2 separate regions of the Mus musculus genome follow, and region 1 is linked to region 2. The links are chromatin contacts, called in public HiChIP or PLAC-seq maps. All regions are on one chromosome and are shown on one strand. The core of a region is the stretch at or near the end of the contact, and the rest is flanking DNA. Distances in the headings are between cores, read along the strand shown. Region 1 overlaps Junos (a long non-coding RNA gene). Region 2 overlaps Gm12694 (a long non-coding RNA gene).

Region 1 (7,092 bases), core at 154-2,653, 160 kb before region 2:
TCCAGACTTGACTAGGTTTTCTCCAGGTTGAAGAGCTTGGCGAAAGGGAGGATGGGAGGCTATGCGGGGAGGATGGGAGGCTATGCAAAGGAAAGGAGGTACCTTTGCTGAGGCAAACAGGTGTGACCCTGCTGGGGTGGGGTGTGGTCACTGGAGGAGAGAGAGCTAGGTGTGTGACACTTAGGCTAACGAGGCAGGAAGATCACGAGTTCAAGTCTGGGAGTTGGGGAGATGACTCAGCAGATTAGAGCTCTTGCTGATCTCCCAGAGGACCTATGCTCTCCTCCCAGCAACCAGCATAGGGCAGCACCTAACAGCCTCTAATTCCAGTTCCTGTCTTTTGAACTCCTTGGGCAAACACACACACACACAAGCACGCACGCACGAAGTGGGGGAGGAGCAGGAGGGGGAGAAAGAGGAAACGAAATATTTGGTTTTTTTGTTTTTTTTTTTTAAGGAGTTCAAGGCTATCCCCAGCTACTTGGTGAGTTAGAGACTATTCTAGGCTATATAAGGACAAGTCTCAAAGAAAGAGAGAAAAATTAGATACTGACCCAGAGTCTGAGATGAGCCAGTGACTTCTGGAAGCTTCAGAGTCCTCACCTGTACAGTGGACATAATGCCGGCTTTCCAAGTTTCTTTATGAAATGAGACACATGCACGACTATATCCTGACTCAGTGCTACTCTTTATATTCACCTCATAAAACTCCCTCCCTCAATAAAATTTTTTAAATGAGCATATTTTTACTTATGCTCCCAGAAGCACTAAGAATCTATCTCATGATTAGTCATACGCCATAACAATACAATTAATAATAATGTTAATTACTGCTGATTGAAGGCACTAAGTGCTTAATATGTATAATCTATAGCTAATCTAACCCTCGGAGCGTATCTAAAGATAAGTATCATTACTCCCATTTTATGGGTGAGGATAATGAGACAGAGAAGTTAGGAAATGTACACAGGTCACCCGCTGGGTAGGGATAGGTCTGGCCTTTGAGAAGAAAAAAAAAAGTGCATCTACAAAAAGGTCAGAGTAGAGTGAGGAATGCCCTGAGTTTGGAGTTCATGTTGGTCTTGGCGATCTCCCTCTGTTTCTTTCTCAGAAAGAAAGCAAACATTTTAAGTGTCCACGGAGAGAGGGGCAGCCTTACAGATGAGGAAGAAGGGTCCGAGCTCAGGCTCCCCCAGCCGCCCAGGACCGTGGCTGTCCTGCGCAGGTCCCTGCGCTGCCCCTTCCCACCGTGGGTGGCTCCCAGCGGCAGGGAATCACATTATCTGTTGGGAAGGCGTCCAACACCCTCCTCCCGCCAGCCAGTGTTTGCTCAAGGCCTAGCTCTTCAGAAACTGAAACCAGCAGCCCGAGCTGCCAGCCTGAGGACGCCCGCGGGCTCTGCCCAGGCTTTACCTTCTATGGGGAGGCCCGCGGAGGGCGGAGCGAGCCGGCGCCGCTGACGTGGCCGCCCTGCCCTCGCCCCGGGCGCCCGCCTCCTCCGCGCCGGGTGTGGGAGCGCGGGGCTGGGAGAGCGAGGTGCGCGGGCGTGGGAGCGCAGGAGCAGCCGGCGTCTGGTGCGGGAGGCTGGGGTGGCGAAGCGCGGGCGGGGCAGGCGGTGGCGGCCGGAGAGCCCGGGGCGAGCAGTGGAGGGCAGGAGAGTAGGGCGTGAGTCTTAGAGCTAGGAGAGGAGAAAGAAAATAATGTCTGGTCATTATGTTTGGCGACAGGGACCGAACCTAGTACCCAAGAAGCGCTCAGGACATGTTGACAGTGGTACTGTCCTTGCCCATCCGATAGGGGGACAGTGTGCCCTATGAGTTTATGAACTTTCTTCCTTCACAGTGTTTAGGCACAGACTGAAGGAGATCAGGCGATCCGAGAGGGTGTAAAGGATGAGAATGGATAGGGACTCAAACTTGCTGTCTCCCAACACTGATGTGATGACCTCAGAAAGCTTGAGCGGGACAGTAGCTGAATTAGAATCCAGAAGGCAAACTTAGAAAAGCACTTTGTAAACCACTGACTTAAGACAAAGGTCTCTTTCACCTTCAGAGTTCCTTCAGCTACGTCCTCTTACTAGCAAAGCAAATAAACCCACAATTTGCTTCCTAAATAATTAATCAAAACCCAGAAGTCACTCAACACATTTTCAGTAAATATTCACTGGAAATGTCTAAGTACCAGTTGTGGCCAAGTGCTATGCTGGGCACTCAGGGGGTGGCAAAGGAGACGAACAAAGGCTATGTCCTCATGCATTACCCAAACTGTTGGACACAGAAATCGAACAACTCAGATACTGACATCCAACTAACCAAAGATACAGGTGTGTCTACAGTAGACAGATAATGTTTTCAGTCAAAAGTAAATAAAGGTGTCTTTCTCTTCTGTGGCCTCATAAGTAGAGAGAGAATCTTGCCTCTGTACATGAGCTAGAGAGAGAGGGGGGAGAGAGAGAAAGAGATAGAGAGAGTATTAATTCTGTTATGGATCTAGCAAGTCCAAGTTCCTGAGATTAGCAGCATAAGGCTGCGTGGAGAAAGCCTACAGGAAGAGCCCATGGCTTGCTTCCTGTTTATGTGTCCCTCCTCACAAGAAACTCCTAACAGATGGCCCCCACTCAGTTCTCAGTGAGTGAGTGTCTAAGAGGATGACCTTTGAAACCAGGTTTCAAGAGTTGACTTCAAGGCCTGTCTTAGCAGACCTCTAACCACGGGCCAAGTACTTAACCTCTGTGTGCCTATGCTCCTATTCTGTGAAGTGTTATGGATAATACCTAGTCCACAGAATTCTAGGCATTAGAGACGGTGCTTTAAGCAGGTGGCAGGGATTCGGTGTGTGCGCAGCAGTGCTTTGGTGCTCTCTGCCTAGAGAAACCTTCCTCCCCCTTTCTCTTCTGGGAGAGTGTGTATTTATAGTCCAATGTCACCTCCTTTCTGGAACCTCCCTTGCTTTATTGGCAAGGTAATTGGATGCTTTGTCTTCTATGTTCCCATCTCTTTCATAGTACCTTAGAGGACCCTTCATGCTCCAATTAGGTTGTCTAATGTGGTGTGTTTTCCTTCTTTATTCGACTACAAGTTCTTAAAGAGTGGGGACTATCTACAATTTGCCCCATCTCTAAGAAACCAGGCAGTCCCCAGAGCAGGGTGAGCTCTTGACACTCTCTTGAGTGAGTGGGTGGATGGGTGAGTGGGTGGGTGGATGGGTGAGGGGGTGGGTGGATGGGTGAGGGGGTGGGTGGATGGGTGAGGGGGTGGGTGGATGGGTGAGGGGGTGGGTGGATGGGTGAGTGGGTGGGTGAATGGGTGAGTGGGTGGGTGGAGGGTGAATGAGTGGGTGGATGGGTGAGGGGGTGGGTGGATGGGTGAGGGGGTGAGTGGGTGGGTAAGAGGGTGGGTGGATGGGTGAGGGGGTGGGTGGATGGGTGAGGGGGTGAGTGGGTGGGTAAGAGGGTGGGTGGATGGGTGAGTGGGTAGGTGGATTGGTGCTGATGGATGGATGATAGGTGAAGTAATCCTCCCAGGACTGTGAAATTCGAGTCCAGAGTCTGTGTTTAGTTTATGTGGAGAATATCGCATTTTTGAGTTTCTGTTTTGCCATCTGGATCTTGGAATAAAAGCACTGTATTTGGGGGTCAGAAGTTTAGGGCAGATGTATACATACATGACAGCACACAGATGTATACATACATGTATACATACATGACAGCACACAGGAAAGACTGCAGAGGAGTCAGTGTTTGTACTCTAGCCCCAGCTCTACCCCTTGTTAACAGGATGGTCTTTGACCAATCTTGACCTTGTTATAATGGGGAAGGCAGAACACACTCATGACCTGTTGAGAAAATCAAGAGATATTCTTTGTAAAAAGCCTGGGGTGCAGAACATATATATATTCAGAAATTAAACTTGCCTCCCTTCCACACCTACCCCCTTTGTCTGTTCTCCAGACACATAGGCCTGGACGCTCAGTACCCAAGACAGCTGTTCAGATGCCATATTTTGCTCAGAGTGACTAATGCCCCTTAAGCCAAGGTTGGAAAGCTGACTCCCGAACCAAGTTTAAACTTGAGTGCTGAGTTAGAAGCAGGGAATGCGGCTGACTGGTTGATTTAATTAATAAGGACACTTTTGAAAGAGAGCCCTTTTAAAACCAACAAACATTCCAAGGAAATTGAAAGCAAGAGCTAATCCATGATTTCATGTGTAGGTTTCTCGTGTGACTGAGAGAGTCCTTATGTAAAAATATGAATAATAAATCGTCCAAAGCCCACGTGAGCATTTTTTTCAAACTCTTAAGAGCAGTGGTTAGAATTGGCTTTGGAATCAATTAGCCAGTTAATTGGGGTACTATGTTGTAACAAATCTTAACTGTCCTTCTACTACACTATAGTATATTCTAATAAACTATTCAAAATCCTCCAAGTATACTTATCAGTTACTACTGGACCTAGAATATTAGCACATCACACATGAAGCCCCCCAGTCATCCCCCACCTTCTTACTCTGATTTCGAAAAGGCTGAAATGGGGGCACCGAGGGCCTTGGGCCTGAGCTTACCCATGGCTCAGCCAGGGAACATTTGGCAGGAGAACTCAAAGGGGAAACCTGAGAGTGCAGGACCTGAGAGATGTCCTCCAAGACGTAGGGATCTTATTAGCAAAGCCAAGCGCCCTGCCAAGGAGGGCATGTGTCTGAATACCCAAAGAAAATAGGATACAACTCACTTTAATGTCAGCACCTCCAAAACTTGGGGGGGCTACTTGCATTTCTGCCTTTTTCTTTTTTAACTCCCCAGCCCATATCTTGACCAATGCACGTTTCTGTAGCTCTCTCCTGAAAATTGCCTTAGAAGCCCCTGACAGAGAACAGTTCCCCTCCTTTCCCCTATATGCTTAATGGTACACAGTGTTCCCATTGGGATCTCGCTTCAAGACAATGAATGATGTGCTGTCCTTCTTCTCTCATCTCCCCAAGCTTCCTCTTTTTCTCTGCATTCATGGAGAAGTAATTGGTCCATGCTAAACCACAAGGGCTTGCCGAGCTCTGTGAGCTACAGACCTGGGAAAGCTTCCCCACCATCCAGACAGCCAGCATTTTCATAACCTCCATTTTTTTTCTGGCCTTTGTACATTTTTCTCCTGTCTCCCTTCAGCAAATAGCTTTTGCCTACTTTCTATCCTTTTCTGTAGATCAGCTTCCATTTTCTGTAAATGGAAATATGCCATGTAGACACTTTGACGAGCTTCTTTCTCCGAGCACAGTTGTGTTGGCACACCAGTGTCTTCGGTCTGTGGATTTTCTTGTGGGGCAAGATCTGGGCTCATCTAGAACACAGACCGATGCTGCGGTAAGGACGTCTGTGGGGAAGACTCTAAGGGGATAGGAAGAGGTTGGCATTTGCTGCCAGGATATATATATATGTATGTATGTATATGCTGTCTTCCCAGCCCCCACTGCTTGGAGCTGTGAATTGGGGAGATGCTCGCTTGCTTTTGGATCCTCAATTTCCTCGCCTGGGAATTGGGGTGATGATAAAGCTCTTTTCTCTGAGAGAGTTTGTGAAACTCCACAGAGCCAGGAGATAAAGTGCTCTGTAAACTGTGAAAGGTCAACCCTGGGCAGGGATTAGGCCTGGATCAAGCCAACACCACCCTGGGAATGCCCCAGCTCCCAGCGATATTTAAAGAAAAGCCTTGGCATCCAGTGAAGCTGCATGCATTTGTCAGTCGTTACAGAAGCAGCCAATAGGGGCTGGGCCTGGTGTCCTTTTAATCTTGGCCCCATCTCTAAAATGTCAAGGATTCTTTTCCTTTGACCCTCCCCCACTGCCTCTATGTGGACTCTGTTTGTTTACAAGATCTCCCCCGCCTCAAGAGCTCCAAGGACCAGACAATTATTCTTCTGGCCTGGAGTACTTTGATAAGGCTGATAAGGTCAGTCTATCTGCTGCAGGCTCCAAAGAGCAACAGAAAGAGGAACTAAGCCTGTGGTGGGGTTTCAGAGCCTGCCAGGCCTGGCTGTGGCTTCCTTTGGCCAGGACTTGGGACAATAACCAGTAGATAAGTAAATATTTGTCTCCTCTTTAAAATCAATTTGACTATAATTATGAATTTTTCTTTTGGGAAAAAATTAAATACATTCTTGAAGTAGCAAAAAATAAATAAATAAAATAGATTTGACTTAAGAAGTCAACTCGACTTGAGAGTGATCGTTTCTGACCTCAAAGGAGACTTCTCTGCCCTTTCTTAGCAAAGAGAATTGTGTAACCTGGAGGGTGTACAGACCCAGAGTCTAGGATTCATTCAACCATTCATTTCTTATCTGACCCTGGCAAAGCCACTACCCTTCTCTGGGTTGTAGTTCATGGGAGCTACCATTCTTTGAATACACATGAGCTGACACACTACATTTTCTATAGACTTCATAGACTATGATGGTCAATGCTATTCTAAGTAGAGGAAGGTAAACTAATCTATCCAAGGTGCTGTTAGGGTCAAAGATTGAGCTCTAAAAGCCCTAACAAGCAAGGCTTAGTCACCAGTCCTCTGTAGGACCAGTAAAGAGACAAGACACAGAAAAAGCCAAAAGCAGAGAGATGTATTTAATGTGGCCACATTGGAAAGAGGCCCAGTTACAGTACCTTGGGCCAACCCTACTAATCCACCTCCTCCGACATGAGGCCTAGGGACGAGAGAGCAAGGGGCATGCAGAACTAAGGAGGTCACCCATTACCGACCCATCCTTGTTTCTGCCCCTCTCTTTTTGAATGTGGTCAGAAAAGTCAGGACTGTATGGTGGCTCTTCTGAGAAGACAAGCTCCTCCTCCATTGGCACAGAGCCTCAGTCTTCCCCTTACAACGTGAGGTCCATAGGCAAACTCTTGTTCTTGGGTGCACTGTCTCAATGGTCCAACGGACCAAGAAGGGAGGGACTCTGCTCCCTGTAGAGTATCTCCTGTCAGAACAGTTACAAGGTCATCTATAAAACTGCCAGGATAGGGGCGAAGCATAACAGAAAGTGTGTCTGTTGTGAACATGAGGCAGGGTTCTCAAGAAGTGAACTTAGTATTTCCTGGTTACTGTATGAGAAA
Region 2 (6,985 bases), core at 2,888-5,387:
ATGCTGAAAGCACAGCGCTGTCAGGGAGACATGGTACCTGCCTCTTCTGTTTCCTCCCAAGTGACTGCTACTTCTTGAGGATAGCCAGGTTTTAGTTACTCATGTGACCCAGCACCTGACACCTGATCAGGCAGTTAATGATGGAATGAATGGGTCATTAATGATATACTCACAGAACACCATTTTTATACCACTCCTACAATGCAATCATGCTCCCATTTTACAGATGAGCAAATCAAAACCCTGATATTCTTTATGATCAACGAAAGAAATTGGGAGGCTAAGAAGTCAAACTAGAATTTAGAGAACAGTAGCCACCAAGAATAGGGTCCTGTGGCGGATTGCTTTTCTCCCTTTTCTCCAGGACCCCTTCTCTTTGTACCCCCAAAGCCTCAGATGTTACTGAGTCTGCCTTCCTGGCCTCTTTCATCCTCCTTGGAACCCTAGCCTGCTGGAAAAGAGGAAGAAAGGACTGGAGGTACTAACTAAGGCATATCTGGGGGTCAGGACCAGCCTGTGTCTGAGAATCTGCTGGAGTGGGAACTGACCACAGCCATCCGTACTGGGAGGCCCGGGAGCTGAACACAGCACCTCATTCATGGTGTGACCTTGAGTAAGCAACTCCTTACTTCTCGACTCCAGTGTCATCACGAAGGGTGTGTAGCAGAACATTTGGGTCACATACTCCAGTTCTGAGGTTCAGGTAGATACAGGGGGCTAAATGGGAACTAGTGAGCAGACCAGCATGTGCCTTGTTGAATAATGGTGTGAATTAAATGAGTTCTAGAAGCTGTTGCCATAAGGGCTGGTGGACTTGGCATTGTGAGGATTTTGGGGTTATTTTTTTAAGGATTGTTATTAAATCTATATTTTTTTAATGTGTGATCTTGTGGTTAATCTATCTGCCCAGTAATAACAATAGTAATCAACATGTGTGTGACAAAATAAATAACAACAAAAGCGTACGAAACCAGATTGAGCTTGGTCTCATTTGTGAGACCCCTGTACTAAACTGTCTAAAAGGCCCTTGCAGGACACAGGCCTTTAGCATTTCGGCAATAGCTGGAACTTTTATCCAGGAAGTAAAATCGAAATGGCACCATCCTTATACTCCTAGTACTTTGGTATGCACTTAATTCTGTGATCGCGGGAGAAACATCACCTTCCCAAAAGATCTGTCTGGTTTTAAACGCTAGGCTGACCCCTTCCTAGAGAAACAGTGACCTCTGGTGGAAAATGGCAGCAGAGCAACGCCGCTGTGCTGAGATAATTTAATGCTTAGGCAAACTGACTGTTTTCACTTGAAATAGATTTAATGAAGAATAATAAATAAAACCTAGACACATATGTACAGATGGTTTGATGTATGTTAGGCAAGAGTCAGGCTTTCATGTATACATTTGGGAGTAATTACTCTTAATCTAAAAAAAGAAGTTGAGGATTAGCGAAAGAACGAAAGCATTTGCTAGATTGACTGACAGCAATCTGGAATGGGCAGGCATGGAGAGAAAGCTAGGACTCGGGCAGTGTTCTGAGAATCAGAGACTTGAGTAATTTACTGAAGGTCTCAGTGATTGTTCCCATGCATGCTTTGATGAGTCCCCAACGACTCTCCAAGGCATGGACTATTAATTATCTCCATTTGACGAATAAGGAGCATGCAGAATAGGGACTCTGAGTGACAGAGTCCTTGGCCGTTAAAGGACTTCTGGCTGACTGTGCTGTCTTTTGCACAGTGTTGTGTAAGGTCTTCAGTCGTGTAACTAGAAATGGTGCCGCTGGGTTGCTCCCATGCACTCCAAGCCCTAACCCTGCAAATTACATGCATCTTGAACACCAGTGACTTTCACAGTGGTCATGAAAATCTTGAGTCACATCACAAAACAATGGGTCATCCTTCTTTATTTTTGAGGTCATAAGATAATTACATCTCTCCCTTCCTTTTCCTCCCTTCAAACTCTGCTGTGACCCCTCTGCTCTCCTTCAAACCCATGGCCTCCTTTCCTCTCACTAATTGTTATCACATGCATATATATGTAGACATATATACCTAAATGTAGCCTGTTCAGGCCATATAATGTTACTTGCATGTATGATTTCAGGGCTGACAATCTGGTACAGGAGAGTCAGTTGGTGTGCTCTTCCCTGGGGAAGATCATCTCCCTCTGAAATAGATCATTCTGGAGAAGCTGAAGATCCCATGGATTGGGTGAGAACTATTGTGCAGATTCGTGAGCTCGGCATTTTAATATGAGGTGTAGGATGGTAAATGAAAGTTCAGAAACCACGTCAGGAAGGATTTACTAAGACAGAACTGGGACCCATTACCAGGAGGGGAAAACTCAAGGAACATGCATTCAGTCCTTCCCTTGTGTGTTCATTGATGTTTACAGTGTTTGCTTATGTGCAGCCCTGTGTCAGGATTCCAGTGTTTACGTGTGTGGGGGCTTGTGTCCGGTGTGGAGGAGACAGCGATGCAGACATTACATGTGGTCTCATTAAACCTCATATAGAGAGGGTCAGAGAATAGCAGAAGTGTCTCATGGAGAATTATCTGTTCTCAGCAGGTTCATACAGAAGGACAGAACTCAAATGGACTGGAAGGGGTTGGCTGAACCGTGTGTGACACTGCGCTAGCACTGTCTGCTTAGAGACTAAAAGTCAGTGGGAAGCTTTCAGTGAGACTGAAAGTGGTGTTGGGTTGTGGTGGGACTTAACCCTCTTTCTACCCTTTGGGCCCAGAGTTCACTAGAAAGACTAACAATTGATATCGCCTCTCAGTTTTAGATAAGGACAGACAAAATTACAGCCATTGGTCTTTTGTTTTCTTTCTTGATCTTTTCTTTGTCTCTCAGTGATATTGTGGCCTTTTTTTTCCTTTTTTTTTTTTAATTTTCTTTTCTTTCTTTCTTTTTTTTTTTTTTTCTTCTTTTCTTTTTTTGAGACAGGGTTTCTCTGTGTAGCCCTGGCTGTCCTGGAACTCACTCTGTAGACCAGACTGGCCTTGAACTCAGAAATCCGCCTGCCTCTGCCTCCCAAGTGCTGGGATTAAAGGCGTGTGCCACCACGCCCGGCCTTTGTGGCCTTTTCTCTTCTGGTCACACAAGGTTCCTACAAACTTCGTCTTTTAACCATAAACTGTAAAGGACTGACATCAGAAATCTTGGGGGCAGGACACGAGCATTTTCTTTCCTATCACGTGTGGTGCTAGGGGTTGAGCCAGGGGCCTCATACGTGATGGGCGAGCATCCTGCCACTGACATGCATCCCCCCAGAATTTTTGTTCTTTACTTAAAAAAAAATTTGAACAGGGTGTTGCCAACTTGTCCAGACTGACCTTACACTCACCCTGTAAACCAAACAGCTTGAATGCACATGAAGCCCTGATAGGCATTGAACTTCTGATCCTTCTGATTCACTCAGGAGCTGGAACTACAGTCCTGCACTACCAGGCCTTGCTGGATCTTTCAAAGGTCCATCGTGAGACTTTCATTTCCATTGTAGATAACTGAAAAGCACAAAATAAGCTATAACAGCGTAGAAGGGCATCACCCAAATGACCATCACTGACATTATTTCCTACATTTGATTCCTCTGATTATAATTTATTTTATTTTTAAATACATATGATCAAGCCAAACCCTGCTATTTCATTTATGATTACTCAAAAGACATAGTTATATCAAGATCTTTATTACAACCATATTTAATCATATAGCTATTATATTATACTGAATAAATGCATCATACTTTATCTTTTCTCATATCTTGGACATTTCCAATATTTTGGTAGTATAAACAATGCTCAAATCTAAAACTTTCTATAAATATTTCAAATGTAAACAAATGTTGTGCACAAAGATGTTGGTTGTGACCTTTAATTTTCTACCTATCCCCTACCCCCAACATGCTCATGTCCTCTTGATCTTTATTGCACAATCCCAAGTCTCATGACGTGGCCTGAGCCATTCACTCTCTGGAATACTCATGAACTCCACTCATCTTTCTTAAAAGACGATCTTAAAAGCAAGCTCCATTGTTCTTTGCTTAGGACTGCTCCCTTCTCTGCTCTCTAAGACTTCTCGTCCTGGTCTCACCACCATTCTCTCTAATTGCTCTGTTAGATTGAGCAAAGCAAACATTTGGTTAATCATTTGGAAAATTGGTCATCACACTGCTGGCTGACTGGTATAATGGAGGTGGTCTAGTGTCAGAGCTAAAATCATTACTGAAGATAACACAGTTACTCATGCGTGTGTGTACAACCCGTCTACACGCTACCCTGTAAAGTCATTCTTTTTTTCTGTTTTTCTTTTTTTTTCTTTTTTTTTTTCTGGATGAATGTTCTTTGTTCTTGTAGGTTATAGCAAAGAAAGAACCCAGAGTCTAGGGCCCATTCTAATTCCACTCCCATATTCTACTAGATTTGGAGCAAAACTCTATGCTGGGCATCAAGTTGAGCTCTGAAAGTATACAACCAACCTAACAAGAAAGAGAGAGAGAGAGAGAGAGAGAGAGAGAGAGAGAGAGAGAGAGAGAGAGAGAGAGAGATTTGTATACAGAAGGCAAGCACACTAACAGAAAAGTGAAACAACCTGTATATGCATATGCCTATATGGCTACATAGGGTATTGGTTTAGGGAAATAAGGAATTAAACAAGACAAATGGTCCATATTGAAGAGACAGAAGAAACTGAGTGGAAGGGGAAGGGCAGAATTGAAATATGGAGGAGTATTTGAAGGTCAACAGATTGTCCCTGGGTGGAGCAGAGAGGAATGTATCAACCAGATAGCACAGAAAGGGACCTCCTTCAGGCATCAGAGTCATGCCATTGGGTGATATGAAGGTCAAAGTAAATAAGTCAAAAAATATGTGAAAACATGTAAAAAAAAAAGTTTAGGGTTATGGCCAAACTCACCTGCACCCAGCTAAAGGCAACTGCGCTACATCACAGCCCAGAATCACCAGTGCTTGTCTAAGGTCTCCCTGTAGCATGGACATTTGAAGTCCAGGAAACTACATCTTGCAAAATTTATATTCCCAGCATGCATTCATTTCCTAGAACTGCCATGACAAAATACCACAAGTTGTCCAATTAAGCAACAGGAATTTATTTTCCCACCGTCCTGGAGGCTAGAAGATGTAGATTAAAGGGTTAGCAGGGTGACTTCTTCTGACGCTTCTCTTCTCCTGTGCAAGAAGTCCTGCCTTCCATGCCATAGTCTAGAATGACACCGTATTTCTGGACTAAGGCCCACCTGACTCATTTCTTGCTACCTGTATTACCTTTTTAAAAGCCTTATTGGTGAATCCAGTCGCATTATGAGGTACCAGGGGATCAGGACTTCCCCATAGGGATTTCAGACGTATATTTCAACCTCTAACAATGAATTTCTGGATGACAGCCACACATTATTTCTATGATGTGTCACCTGACATAGAGGAGTCACTCAGTAAATAACCATTGAATCAGCCGTCGAGTCTCCAGATACTGTTAGGTATCCCTGTGTCTCCAAACACTCCCATCACCTGGGGAGCCTTCCCTCCCCCTCAGCACTTTGTCTCAGGGCCTTGTGTCCATGGGCAGAATCCTAAGCTTGCCCATCCTTTGTTCTTAACTGATAAGGAGAACCTCTACTCATCTGCCACAACGTGACTTAACTATCAGATTGTCAGAGAAGAAATGAGCATAGTTATGCAAAGTTACCTCACCTCAGTTTAAGCCCAGGCATTCACATTAGAGTAGAAAGTTGCTCCGTCCAGTAGATCCAACGGGGCTCATACCATATTTTGTCCACAGTCAAATTCCTTCCCTTTGTAATTTGTTTGTTTGGTTTTGGTTTTTTTTGTTGTTGTTGTTGTTGTTGTTGTTGGTGGTGGTGGTGGTGGTGGTGGTGGTGGTGGTGGTTTTGGTTTTTGTTTTGTTTTTTGAGACAGGGTTTCTCTGTATAGCCCTGGCTGTCCTGGAACTCACTTTGTAGACCAGGCTGGCCTCGAACTCAGAAATCCACCTGCCTCTGCCTCCCAAGTGCTGGGATTAAAGGCGTGCGTCACCACTGCCCACCCCCTTTGTAATTTATACATGTCAGCTGTCACCTTTCCCTTCAAGCCTGTTTTCTAGAAGAAACACCTGTACATTTATCACCACACAGCTGGAGGTATAAGTAAGACAAAATGTATTTACAGGAAATATCATTATAGCTGGTAATAAAACAGCGCATGCTCATTTAAGCTTTATCATGCAACTCAGAGTCTTAATACCAGACCTTACTTTTTTTTTTTTAATGATCTTGGAAGAGAGGCATGGCGGCTCATATTTGTAATCCTAGCACTCAGAATGCTGAGGCCAAAAGACTACTATGAGCTTAAGTCCAACCTGGTCTTCATAGTTAAGCACTGGGCCAGTCAAAGTCATAGAGTGAGACCCCCTTTCTCTTCCAAATTCCCAAATGTTAGATATGGAAGAGACGGGGTGCATGAGGAAAATATATGATAAAATTCTCAATGAACTCATAAAGAATTGTGACAATGGCAATGATGATATGATAAACAGCAGACTTCGCTCTTCAGACAACTTTCCTAAAGTCCTTTCAGGGTTCCTCAGTGTGACCCACTGCACCAACACCTCCATAGAGTGTACTAGCACATAAAATGATTAAAGTAAGCCTAGGATACAGTCAATGATTAGTAAGCAGTATCTGTAATCGTACCTCGAAGAACACCACCTGCACTTCACAAGGTATATGTCCTTCCTCCACACCATACACAGAATGCCTTCACCTATTCTGCTTGTGAAATAATAGTAAATTCACGAAACGGGTCTCTGGCATTTTAAGAGTTCTACATTTTCATTCCAATCTTATTTGTGCCATCCTAAGCTACTTCCCAGAGAGTTGGGATTCTTTCTGGATGTGTTCTTTCTGTGCCCGTGCCTTTGGGAAAAGCACACACTGGGCTGTACCATGGACGAGGCGAGATGTGCTT

The links. HiChIP or PLAC-seq counts read pairs in DNA pulled down with a chosen protein or histone mark.
Region 1: a contact with region 2 is called in a FOXA1 HiChIP or PLAC-seq map of pancreatic cancer cells. The contact joins two enhancer-like sites. A contact is called at or near these places in 1 of 15 datasets of contacts at CTCF or cohesin (the NIH/3T3 cell line), 27 of 484 Hi-C or Micro-C datasets (the AML12 cell line, the C10 cell line, the C2C12 cell line and 19 more) and 3 of 115 datasets of contacts at active chromatin or transcription factors (the NIH/3T3 cell line, bone marrow-derived dendritic cells and pancreatic cancer cells).

The regions. Positions count from the first base shown.
Region 1 is chr4:95,155,777-95,162,868 of GRCm38.p6, reverse strand. Junos (a long non-coding RNA gene) reads right to left here. Exons shown (of 5, transcript XR_867920.3): 4 at 1,414-1,678. Among named protein-coding and RNA genes, the nearest start is that of Gm12708, 34 kb to the left of the region's middle. Within about 2 kb of position 1,403, at least 294 of the 459 cell types and tissues checked have an H3K27ac peak or open chromatin away from gene starts, as enhancers often do. A contact at or near this core is called in liver and pancreatic cancer cells, where this site is marked.
Region 2 is chr4:95,002,588-95,009,572 of GRCm38.p6, reverse strand. The region is part of intron 2 of Gm12694 (a long non-coding RNA gene); the gene reads right to left. Among named protein-coding and RNA genes, the nearest start is that of Gm12694, 27 kb to the right of the region's middle. Within about 2 kb of position 4,137, at least 11 of the 459 cell types and tissues checked have an H3K27ac peak or open chromatin away from gene starts, as enhancers often do. A contact at or near this core is called in liver and pancreatic cancer cells, where this site is marked.